Linked DNA regions of Pan troglodytes: region 1 is linked to region 2. The links are chromatin contacts, called in public Hi-C maps. All regions are on one chromosome and are shown on one strand. Each heading gives the region's core, a stretch centred on a gene start, on an enhancer-like site or on the middle of the called end of the contact. The rest is flanking DNA. Distances are from core to core; before and after follow the strand shown.

The links. A called contact is a pair of places that touch in the nucleus more often than the background predicts.
Region 1: a contact with region 2 is called in a Hi-C map of a lymphoblastoid cell line, with 4 times the contacts expected there. The contact joins two enhancer-like sites. A contact is called at or near these places in 2 of 7 Hi-C or Micro-C datasets (induced pluripotent stem cells and a lymphoblastoid cell line).

What each region holds. Positions count from the first base shown.
Region 1 is chr4:158,197,891-158,203,593 of NHGRI_mPanTro3-v2.0_pri, forward strand. No RefSeq gene overlaps it. Among named protein-coding and RNA genes, the nearest start is that of MIR146A, 22 kb to the left of the region's middle. Within about 2 kb of position 1,976, at least 10 of the 24 cell types and tissues checked have an H3K27ac peak or open chromatin away from gene starts, as enhancers often do. A contact at or near this core is called in a lymphoblastoid cell line, where this site is marked.
Region 2 is chr4:158,128,877-158,134,381 of NHGRI_mPanTro3-v2.0_pri, forward strand. No RefSeq gene overlaps it. Among named protein-coding and RNA genes, the nearest start is that of PTTG1, 17 kb to the left of the region's middle. Within about 2 kb of position 3,430, at least 7 of the 24 cell types and tissues checked have an H3K27ac peak or open chromatin away from gene starts, as enhancers often do. A contact at or near this core is called in a lymphoblastoid cell line, where this site is marked.

The DNA of each region.
Region 1 (5,703 bases), core at 726-3,225, 68 kb after region 2:
TGTGTGTGTGTGGTGTATGTCTGTGTGTGGGGTGTGAAGGGTGTGTGTTTTAGGTGTATGTGTGTGTGGTGTATGTATGTGTGGGGTGTGATGGGTGTGTGTGTGGTGTATGTGTGTGAGGGGTGTGTGTGTGTGTGGTGTCTGTGTGTGTGTGGTGTCTGTGTGGGGTGTGAGGGGTGTATGTGGGGTGTGTGTGGTGTATTTGTGTATGAGGTGTGAGGGGTGTGTGTGTGTGGTGTGCGTGAGGGGTGTATGTGTATGTGTGCATGTGGTATGTGTGTGGTTTATGTGTGTGTGGGGTGTGTGTGGGGTGTGTGTGTGTGGGGTGTGTGGGGTATATGTGTGTGTATGTGTGTGTGGGGTATGTATGGCAGGCCCAGTCTAGTGCTGTTTCCCTGCTTTCTTAGACCCTCTTCTCAGAACCTTGGAGTTCCTGACTGTGTGAGAAGGCATAGGCAGGTGGCCTGGTGGTGTGAACACTGGGCCACTGTCCCTTTTCTTCCCCTGGCTTTTATCTCCTTCTTAAGATGCTGTCATTTTCCCGGCGGTCCTGACCTTCCTGGGGAATACTGATGGGGAATCCCAGGTCCCAAACTGCCGACTGTCAGGCCTGGAGCACAGGACAGGTCCCAGGGGTGCAGGTCACAGGCCCAGGGACCCTGTCTCTTTGGCTCTTCCCTTCTCTCCTGGGGCCTCTGCTCGCCTGGCTTCTGGGGAAATGTCAGACGTGTTCAGCTTCAGTAATCCTGCCACTTTCCCAGCCATGAGGAAAAATCTATGTGTTTATTATTATTATTGTTACTACTACTATTTAACATCTAGAAGCTTTTCCCTGACAAACAAAGAGTGGCCTTGGCTGCCTGCTACCTTGGCCAGGAGATAAGGGACAGGGCAGGCTGAGAACACAAGTCCTTTTTGGGGTCTGCTTGGTGTGTGGTGAAGCCAGGGGAAGAGAAGGGACAGTGGCCCAGTGTTAACACCACCAGGCCACCTGCCTGTGCCTTCTCACACAGAGTCAGGAACTCCAAAGTTCTGAGAAAAGGATCTAAGAAAGCAGGGAAACAGCGCTGGCCTGGGCCTGCCATACATACCCCCAACACACATACACACACACATACCAGCAGTGAAGGCAGTGGAGAAGAGACCACCTCCTGTCAGAGCCAGTCCTCACAAGCGTGTACGCATCACAGCGGAGTTCTGGGCTCCCCGGCTGCTGGTTCCTCCAGCTTCCGCCTCTGGTTTCCCTCTTCCCTGGCCTGGGAACGTAGAAGGGTGCAGGGTGAAAGACTTGGTCTTCTACCGCATGGATTCTCTGAGCTGCCCCAGCAGGACCGTGACTCTCTGAAGCCTGAAACGATTTGAACAGCCCCCTGTCGGGCAGCTCCTCACTGGCTGACGTTGGCTTGAACATGTCAGTCATGGAGAACTCACCACTTCCTGAATCTCTCCATTGCAGTCTTGGATGGTTCTAGAGAGAGGAGCAGAACTGGAATATGTGGCTACAGCTATGTGAATTGACAGCTTCTGGGCTTTGAACCGCAAATTCCTCTTTCACTTAAAAATCCTTTGGGCTCTTGCCCTTTGTGTCTGTAGCTCTTGGGACGTTTTTCTTAGGGACAGGCTTCCAGTGTCCCGTCTAACACTTGGGCGAGCTGGGCCCGTTGTTCGTGGGAAGGGGTGTAAGTGTAGGGGAAATCCATTTGTCACAAGAGAGAATCAGGTAGGGGAGGGACAAGGTGACTTCTCAGGTTCTGTTCTTATGCATCTGGACTCCCACCTTCCCTCATTCTATGAAGAAGCTGGAGAGTCCGTCATTCTTGGACCTTTCCCTCAGTGCAAGGAAAACAAGTTGGAGAAGTGACAGTGTCCTGGGATGAGCCCAGCAGCTTTCTTTCCTTTCTCACTCAGCCTCTGTCTCTCTCCCCACAACCGTTTCCTGCCTGGGGCGGTACAGCCAGCAGCCAGTGCGCCTGAGCCCTGTTATTTAAAATTCAGCCGTCACCATGGCAACCTGCATCTTGCTCCATTTCAACCAGAGATACAAAGAAGCAGTGAAAGGGAAAGTTTAATAATGTTTTCTTTTTTTTCTTTTTTTATGAATCTCACTGACTCTCCATCTTTTTGTGAAATAGAAATGTTTCATTTTAGTGGCATTATCAAAATGTCATTCGTTTTCAGACCCCGTGGCTTCTGGAGGGTCAAAGTCATCACTTGCTTTCTAGGGCTGCCGCTGTCACCCCGTTTCCCCCTTCAGAATGGATGATGAGTGTTATTCCGCATTTAGGCTTTTTGAAAGATTTGCGGTTGGACTAAGTTTAGAGAGTGTTTATGGCTTTATTCTCCCTTCCCTTTCCCTGGTATCAAATCTCAGAGTCACGGCAAGGTAAAAAAAGCTAGAAGAGTCTTTAAAGATCACTGACTCTGGGGTGCCATTTTTGTTTCAGTGTGTGTAGTACCTCTTCCCCAGCATTCTGAGAGTGCTTCCTCATTACTGTCATGGAGCTTGGCCTCTGGGTGGTGTTTCTGTGATTCATGTGGAGCCAAGAATTTCCCGTAACCACTGTGACTGGCTCATGAATGAGTATACGGCCCAAAAGGTATGGCTGAGCTGCAGTTCTGGGTCTGAGAGAGAGCCTCTTTATTTTTCTGCTGAGGGGATGAAAGCCTGGAGCTGCCAGAGACCCTCACAGAGAAGGAACTTGCCTACAAGTGGAGTGAACACAAAGGGAAGCAGAGCTGATGGATGGAGAAGAGAAACCAGGCTTGGATGACGTTGCTTGATATCTTAGATCGAGGCAACCCTGAATCCATGGCTTTGCAGTTTCATGAGCAATATATTCCATTTTTTTACTTTAAGCCAGCTTCAGCTGGGGTTTCTGACACCAGAACACCACGACTTTGATGTTACATACCTCAAGCTCCTTCTTTTGCAAATGAAAGCATGGAGACCCAGTGCAGGGAGGTAGCATCCAAGGCCACACAGAGAGGCAGCTCTGAAGGTCAGGTCTCCTGGTGTCCTCAAAGCCTTTCAATCTGTCGTCCTTCGGTCCTCTGTTTTCAGGCAGATTCTGTTACCTTTGCAGGAACAAAAGCTGAGCCTATGGATGCTTATGATCAAAAAGTGTAATTACAGTAAAGACCCTTGCTCAACTACTCATCCCAGGGTGAGGGTGAGCATTTGGGGTGATGTCCAAGGAAAGTGTCCACCCTCGGCTTGTACAAGGAAAGTGCTCACAGTTGGCTCTGCATAGCCCTGTGGACAGACCCTAGGTACACTTTGCCTGTTTTCTTCATTGAGACAAGATCTGTTTGTTCAGTCTGCAAACAAATGTCACACATTCAACCAACACTTACAATTTTATTAATTTAATTGAACAGCATTAATTGAGGGCCTCCTATGTGCTAATCACTGTTTTGGGGGCACAGATTCAATGGTCAATAAAGGGAGGCTCAGTGCCTAAGCTCATGGAGCTTATATAATTTACTGTGGACATGAAAATAACCAGAGATACATAAAACTAAGGACTGTAAAAAAGTCTTATGCTTGGAAATTTCCCCATACCATGAGAGCATAAGACGAGGGCCCATCTCATTTTCAGAGTTGGAAGGAGCCTTGAGCTGAGATGGGCAGAAGGAGCAGGAGTTAGATGAGCAAAGGGAGGTGGGGTTGGGGACTAGGGGACTGAACCTTCAAAGCTGGGAAAAGGGGAAGGCAGGACTTTGAATTAATTCATGCCAGTGTTGGCAGGGGGCACCATCTGCCAATGTCCTTCTCTTTTGCCACTTTAAGTCTTTCTGTTCCTGCCCTATAGATTCTCTGAGCCCCCTTATTCCCACGACTCCCTAAGTCAGTTATATAATCTATTTTCCAACCCAGGACCTTGGATGCCTAAGTTAAGATCTGTTTCGGGCTAAAGACTAGATAGTAGCGTTTTTGTGTGTGAGACTAAACATCATTCCCATGATAACGAGGTCTGCTTTTAAAGAGAAAGATGTGGGTTGCCTTTATCCTTCCTGAAAAGTGCTATAACTTCTCGAATCTAACTTCCGTTTGATTTGCTGTCTGCTGGTGAATGTGACTGTAGTAAAGTTTATTGCCACTAGAGGGCAGGAACACCAAGGCAAAGGACTGAGAAGCGTGAGACCAGGGCTATGAAGTCTGCAGGCACACCCAGATAACCCGATAGGGTTTGCACTGGTGTGGGACGTGTCAAATTCCAAGCCCAAACTCTGCGTGTCTGAATTCAGATACATCGTCTACACACTCAGATGATTTCATTCTGCATACTGTAATCACTATAGATGCTGGTGCCAGCAAAGAAAGAATAAAAAAGGACTTTTGGTGGGGGAGGTTCCTGCTGTTTATAAAACAACGAAATAATGTGTTGAATTTCACCTTAAAGAGTCCTTTAAAATGTTCCCAGGAGTCAGAGGACCCCCAATGTTCGTTCTTAATGTGCTGTGTGACCTTGCTTAAGAAATGAAACTCCTCTGGGCCTAAATTGCCCCTTTGTAAAAGGATAACATGTTGATGTGAAAAGACTCTTCTGATTCAAAGAAGAGAAGTGGTAAAGATGATTGAGACTGGAGAACTGCCCACTTAGATGCCTATTTGTGATTTGTGTGATTTCTAATTCTGGGGGCTCTTCATACTGAGGGAGCTTTATTTTCCTGACTCATACATTTTTTTTTTTTTTCATTTCAGCAGTTGAGTATACTTTAACAGAAAGGAATGAAGAGCTAAGGGTGGAATTTTGGCAGGTGGTGAAGGAGGTACTGTTGGTTCTTTCAAATCGCACCATGACAGTCAGTATTCTCTTTGCCTTTGATGAGGATGAGACTGATATGGGAGACTTGGTGAATATCTGTGAGAGTTACGTGTCTCCCTGAAACTCAGATTAAACCCTCCATTATCCTGGAATCCAGAGCCTTATTGTACTAGCTCATGAGCCTGTCAGCTTGAGAATAAGTAGGGTGGAAACAGGACTGCTCTGGGAATGAGGGATGATATATAATGTTTTTCCTGCCGCATCATTCTAGAATGATGGACTATCTCTAGGAGGCTAGGCCCCAACAAGAGGTGGAGCTTCTGCCTAAAGCCACCATCTTTTTCGAAGAGTGTCCCCCCAGGTGACTGGGTCTCTAAGGACCTAAGCTCCCCTTGGTACTCCTCTTGCTGCCTCAAGCTGGGGAAAGATGGTGGTTTGGGCTCTACCTCCATGTATTTGGGCATGAAACATCATGAAGACAAGAAACCAAAACAAAGCAAAACAAGCCACAACACAAATCCTATATTAAAACCTCCTTTCTCTGGCAGTCCCAGTTTCTGGGGTTCACATTCCCAGAGAAGTTAGTCCCAAAAGACAGAGGGAGAGAGGTCAGCAGGAGTGAGATGAGGCTCTGCTTGGATTCCCCTTCCTCTCCAGACCTTTGTGGACCACCCTCCAGCTCTCTGTGGTCTTTCTCTCCCGTTCCACGGCTGCCTGATTGACGGTGAAGGGCTGCTCCATGCTGCTGCTGCCATTCTCACTTAGCAAGAGATTATAAATGCCTTCAGTCTCAATTAATATAGATTAGCATCATTTTCCCCCTCTACAGATTATTTTAATGGAAGTTCATTTTTTTGTCGGGTGGCATCAGCACCACCATTTTTTTTGTTGTTGTTCTTTTTGAGACAGAGTCTCACTCTTGTTGCCCAGGCTG
Region 2 (5,505 bases), core at 2,180-4,679:
AATGTTAAATAGAGAAGTTTTGGAGGGCCTCATTGAGAAGGTAATTTTGAACAGAGATTTGAAGGAAGTGAGAGAGATACCCAGAGGACATCCAGGGCTGTATCTATCAAGGAAGCCAGAGAACATTTACAAAGGCACTGACGTAGGAATGGATTTAGCATGTTTGAGGAATTGCAAAAAGGTCAGCAGGGCTGGAGGGTAGTGAGTGATAGGGAGAGGGTTAGGAGACAGGGCCAGAGAAGTAGGCAGAGGTTGTATCATGGAGGATCTTAGGGGCTGTGAAAATGAGTTTGGATTTTAAGTGTATGTCCCTGAAAGACCAAAAGAAGGAGGCAGAGTAATGTTGAGCTGGGAAGATGGAGAGTGGGGTGCTTGAAGATCAGATAATCAGTTATGGAGTGTTTGAAGTTTTTCTTAGTGACAATGTCTAGGAGATGACCATGGGACTGGGTGGTTGAGGTAGATGGAAGACAAGCTCATTAGAGAATTGCCAAGGAATTCAGAGGACAGTATCTTGGAAGGCATAGACAGAACAAAGGAGCAGTAGTAAAGACAATGGCAGTGAGCTACGGACAAAATCTTTAAGGCGGGGTGGGGAGAAGGGAATGACACAGGTGTTTGCAATGAGATAAGCAATGGATGGGCCTATTTGATTATAGAAGATTCCAAGCTGCAGTTTGAGGGTAGAGGGAGAGAGTGTGGTCTGGAGGCAAAAGCGAGGATCCAAGAGGACACTATCCCATCCCCCTACTGTCGTACTGGGGAATGGGGTGGAACAGGGGCCCCTCTTCACTGATGCTGATGGGAAGGTCACATGAGGGTTGGTGACCAGGGAGGGATGGCAGCCAGGGGAGCCCCCCTCTAGATGTGAAATATGATGTCTTTTAGGATACTGCTATTCATGACTCATTTACATATTTTAATAAAACACAATTGGGAGTATCACTTCTTGACACTGGGCTTCTTAGTCTAGGTGAAATTGAGTGAGAATTTTAAAAAAGTTCTTTTTCCTAGAAATGGAATAATAGGAATGAATAGTGATATGGTTTGGCTGTGTGCCTACCAGATCTCATCTTGAATTGTAGTTCCCATAATCCCCACGTATGGTAGGAGGGGCCCGGTGGGAGGTAATTGAATCATGGGGGTGGTTACCTCCATGCTGTTCTCATGATAGTGAGTTCTCACAAGATCTGATGGTTTTATAAGGGGCTTTTCCCCACCTTCGCTCTGCACTTCTCCTTGCTGCCACCACGTGAAGAAGGATGTGTTTGCTTCCCCTTCCTTCATGATTGTAAATTTCCTGAGGTCTCCCCAGCCCTGCAGAACTGTGAGTCAATTAAACCTCTTTCCTTTATACATTAACCAGTCTTGGGTATTTCTTCATAGCAGTGTGAGAACAGACTAATACAAATAGTTTATGCTCCTTGGTCTTTATATAGAGGCATCTAGGATTAAAGCAGAGACCCTCTTTATTGCTTGAAGGATTCTGTTTTGGGACTCATCATTGCCCTGATGGCTGGCTGCATCTGGAACACAGAGGAAGAAAGAGTTGCCTTCAAGGACATGCAATTTCCAGGAAAAGAGCAAGAATGTAAAAAATAAAGAGGTTGAAATGAGTTTATGAAGTCACTAAGAACATTACAGGTGGAATGAACTCCCTGGAGATGTGACTCTCAGGAGGGCAGAGCCCTTTGTTCACTTGCCCTATGGACAGCATATTGTCCATCAGTGCTTCTAAAAGAGTGCCTAGACGTACCAGGGGTCCCCAAGACCTTTTAGGGGTACATGACATCAAATATATTTTAATAATAGTGCCAGGATGTTATTTGCCTTTTAAATTTCCATTCTTTCACAAGTGTACAGTGGAATTTTCCAGAAGCTACTCCAAGTATGGTATTATAGCAGAGCAAATGAAGAAGTAGATGTGAGAAATCAGCTGTCTTAAGCCAGATAGTAGAGATTTTCAGAAATGTAAAACAATGTCATGTTAATTTTCTAAATGTGGGTGTTTTTTGGTTTAGGAAAATAGTTACTTTTTATAAAAATATGTTAATTGTGTTATAATTAATTGCTTTATTGTGATAATGTTTAAATAAATATATTTTAAATTCCTCAGCTTTAATTTCTAAAACTGTAAATATTAATAGGTATAATCCTTATAAACAAAAACTCTTTTTCATCCTTAATAATTTCTTTAAGAGTGTAAAGGAAGCCAGGCAAGGTGGCTTGCATCTATAATCCCAGTGCTTTGGGAGGCTGAAGTGGGAGGATTGCTTGAGCATAGTAAAACACCATCTCCACAAACAGCAACAACAAAACCCAGACTGTAAAGGAATCCTGAGACCAAACAGTTTGAGAACTGCATGTCTAGTGGATAAGCACCGAGGCTCTGGAGTTAGTATGCTTGGTTTGAATCCTGGCTTTGTGATCTTAGGCAAGTTACTTGACCAGAGACTTAATTTCCTTATCAGTAAACTAGGCTATGTCACAGTTATTGTGAGCAACAAATGAAATAATGCATTATTCATTATTTCATAAACGATCATTTCATGAATATTTCATCAAGTAATTTATTGAATACTGTATCTATGTATACAAAACCCTGTGGTTGCTGCTTTGAAGGATGTAAAATGACACAAGCCACAGCTCCCACTAGCAAGAGGTTTGCTGTCAAGGGCGAGATTTCTGGATTTATAGTTAGCAACTTTGGGTTCAATTCCCAGTTCCACCCTTGACCAGCTGATCTGACTTTCAGCATGCCACTTGCCGTTGGCTAAGGCCAGATCCTGAAGGCATCTTCGATGGTCCACAGAGTAGACAGTAAATTCCCACTTGCATCTTTGAAGCATCACTGCCTCCTGCCTCAGTTTAACAATTGGTTTTGTCCTTCCCTTTGAAAATGAACTGCACTACCTTTCCTCCCAAGCTAATGTAACCATGCCACTAGAGGGCACTTCCTGCCTTCTCAGTCAGTCAGTCGCAGCTTCCTCTAATTTGGAAATGATCTTTCAGCTGAGATGGGTGGTACGTTGAGATTCGATGTCTTTAGGATTTCCTCAGCTTGATGGATGTGGTAAGTTTTGCCCGAAAATCCTGATTGTTTTTTGCTCTTTCCGTTTTTCTTGTTTTTTTCTTTTACATCAAACTTCTTTTAATAAAACTGGGGTGGAGAGGTTGGTGGAAGGGAGAGCGCTGTTACCACCGCCACCTGACATTGATAAGTACTTACTTGCTGCCAGATCAGTGCTAAGTGCCTCACACGCATCGTCCTTTGGACTCTCAGAGAAACGCCATGGGGTGTGGGTATGCGTGAGCATTCATTATTGACGGTTGGAAACTTGGGCCCTGATTGGTTAAGTAACTTTTGCAACATCCAGCTAGAAGGCACACTTGGTACCACGAAGCGGTCTCCATAGAAGCTGGCCTCACCTGGCTGTTAAGCAGGGAGCGGCGGGTCTTGCTGCTCTAGGACAGTAGTTCTCAGCCTTATCAGACATAAAAGCCCCTTTCTGTATGAAACATTTCGTAACACCTCCTGTACTATCCTGAAGTGATATCCACAGGCAGTGTGTGCCTATGCTTACATGTCCGCTTACATACAATGCAAAGGAAACCTTCTCCTTTTAGGAAAGTATGTCTTACAAGTATTAGGCTTGTCTATCTACACCAGAGGACAAAGGTGCCGGGCTAATTTCCAAACTGCCCACCAGGGGGCGGCATACCACTTTCCCTGCTGCGATCTGCTTGCACAGACAGTCCCCCTCCGTGGTGGCTTTGGCTGTTTCCCCTTCAACTGGAATTGCCCCGTTAGACTCTTCCTGATGTCCCCGGAGTGGTACAGGGGGTTGTGGTGGAGAGTGAGGCGAAGAAGTCACAGAGCGTGGAGCTGACCCTCATGTTAGTGTGATAGATTTCTAGTCACGTGTACCCACCGTGAGTACAGTCAGATGCTTTAAAATTTTAGTTTCCTTAATGAGTGATTTGCTTACAAAGTGATTAGGAAGTAATATGTTTATTTTCATTGATACTGCTTTAAAAATTTTTAATATTATAGCCAGTGAGCAGTATTCGTTTAATATTTTTCTTTAAATCAATTCGATTTTCTTTAACATGAATACATATATTTAAACGGAAACTTTAATGTGTCAATGGAAAACTTGCATCATTTGACATAATCGGAGGGTAACCAAGACGAAAAGAAAAAAAGCAATGGTACTAAGTTCTTGCTGATACTGATGCGGTTTCCCACCAAGGATCCATTTTCTCTCTTAAAAGAGTTTCTTAAAGAAATATTTAAGGAAAGCTGTTAAAGATATATTAGCACTGAATTGAGATTATCCTTAAAGTAATCAGAGAGACTAAAAGAGAAGTGAAAAGGGAATAGTTTTCTCATGATGTCGACCAACATTATTTTATTTTTATTTTTTAATTTCAATAGTTTTTGGGGAACAGGTGGTATTTGGTTACATGGATAAGCTCTTTAGTGGTGATTTCTGAGATTTCGGTGCGCCCATCACCAGAGCAGTGTACACTGTACCCAATGTCCCGTCTTTTGTCCCTCACCCCTCTCACCCTTTCCCCCGGAGTCCCTAAAGTCCATTATATCATTCTTATGCCTTTGCATCCTCATAGCTTAGCTCCCACTTAAAAGTGAGAACATACGATATTTGGTTTTCCATTTCTGAGTTACTTCACTTAGGATAATAGTTTCCAACTCCATCCGGGTTGCCGCGAATGCCATGATTTCATTCCTTTTTGTGGCTGAGTAGTATTCCATGGGGTATATATACCACGTTTTCTTTATCCACTCGTTGGTTGGTGGGCATTTAGGTTGGTTCCATATTTTTGTAATTGTGAATTGTGATGCTATAAACATGAGTGTGCGTGTGTCATTTTCATGTAATGACTTCTTTTCCTTTGGGTGGATACCCAGTAGTGGGATTGCTGGATCGAATAGCAGATCCACTTTTAAGATCAACACTATTTAAAGTTTTATCTGTGTACCAGTAAAATCATCTCCTATATATCAGTGGACACAGTGTCTCCCCCTGTGGAGACAGTGGATGGCTTCCTGGGCTGGAGTCGAGGGACTGCTTGCTAGCTGTGTGTTCTGCACTGGTTGCTTGCCCTCCCTGAGCCTTGCTGTCCTCATGTATAAAATGAAGAGGTTGGAGGAGATAATCGCTGTAATTCTTTGGGATCTAATGGTCTAAGACTCTCTGAAGTACTGATTCTTATTGGAAGGAGATACAGTACTTAGCAGGACATCCTCTTTTTTGTGTGCCTACAGCCTTTGAAGGGGCAGGGAAAGCTGCAGATTCTCCAAAATCCCAGCTGACACCCCCGTCTCTTGAGAGGCAATTCAACCTCCAGGAAGAGCCAGCAGCTTAGACCCTGGAGTCCAAGAGACCTGGATTTAAATCGTTGCTCTGCCTTCTACTAGTTTTGTAACTTTCAGCAGATCACTGAACCTCTTTGGCTTCAGCTCCCTTGTCTATAAATTAG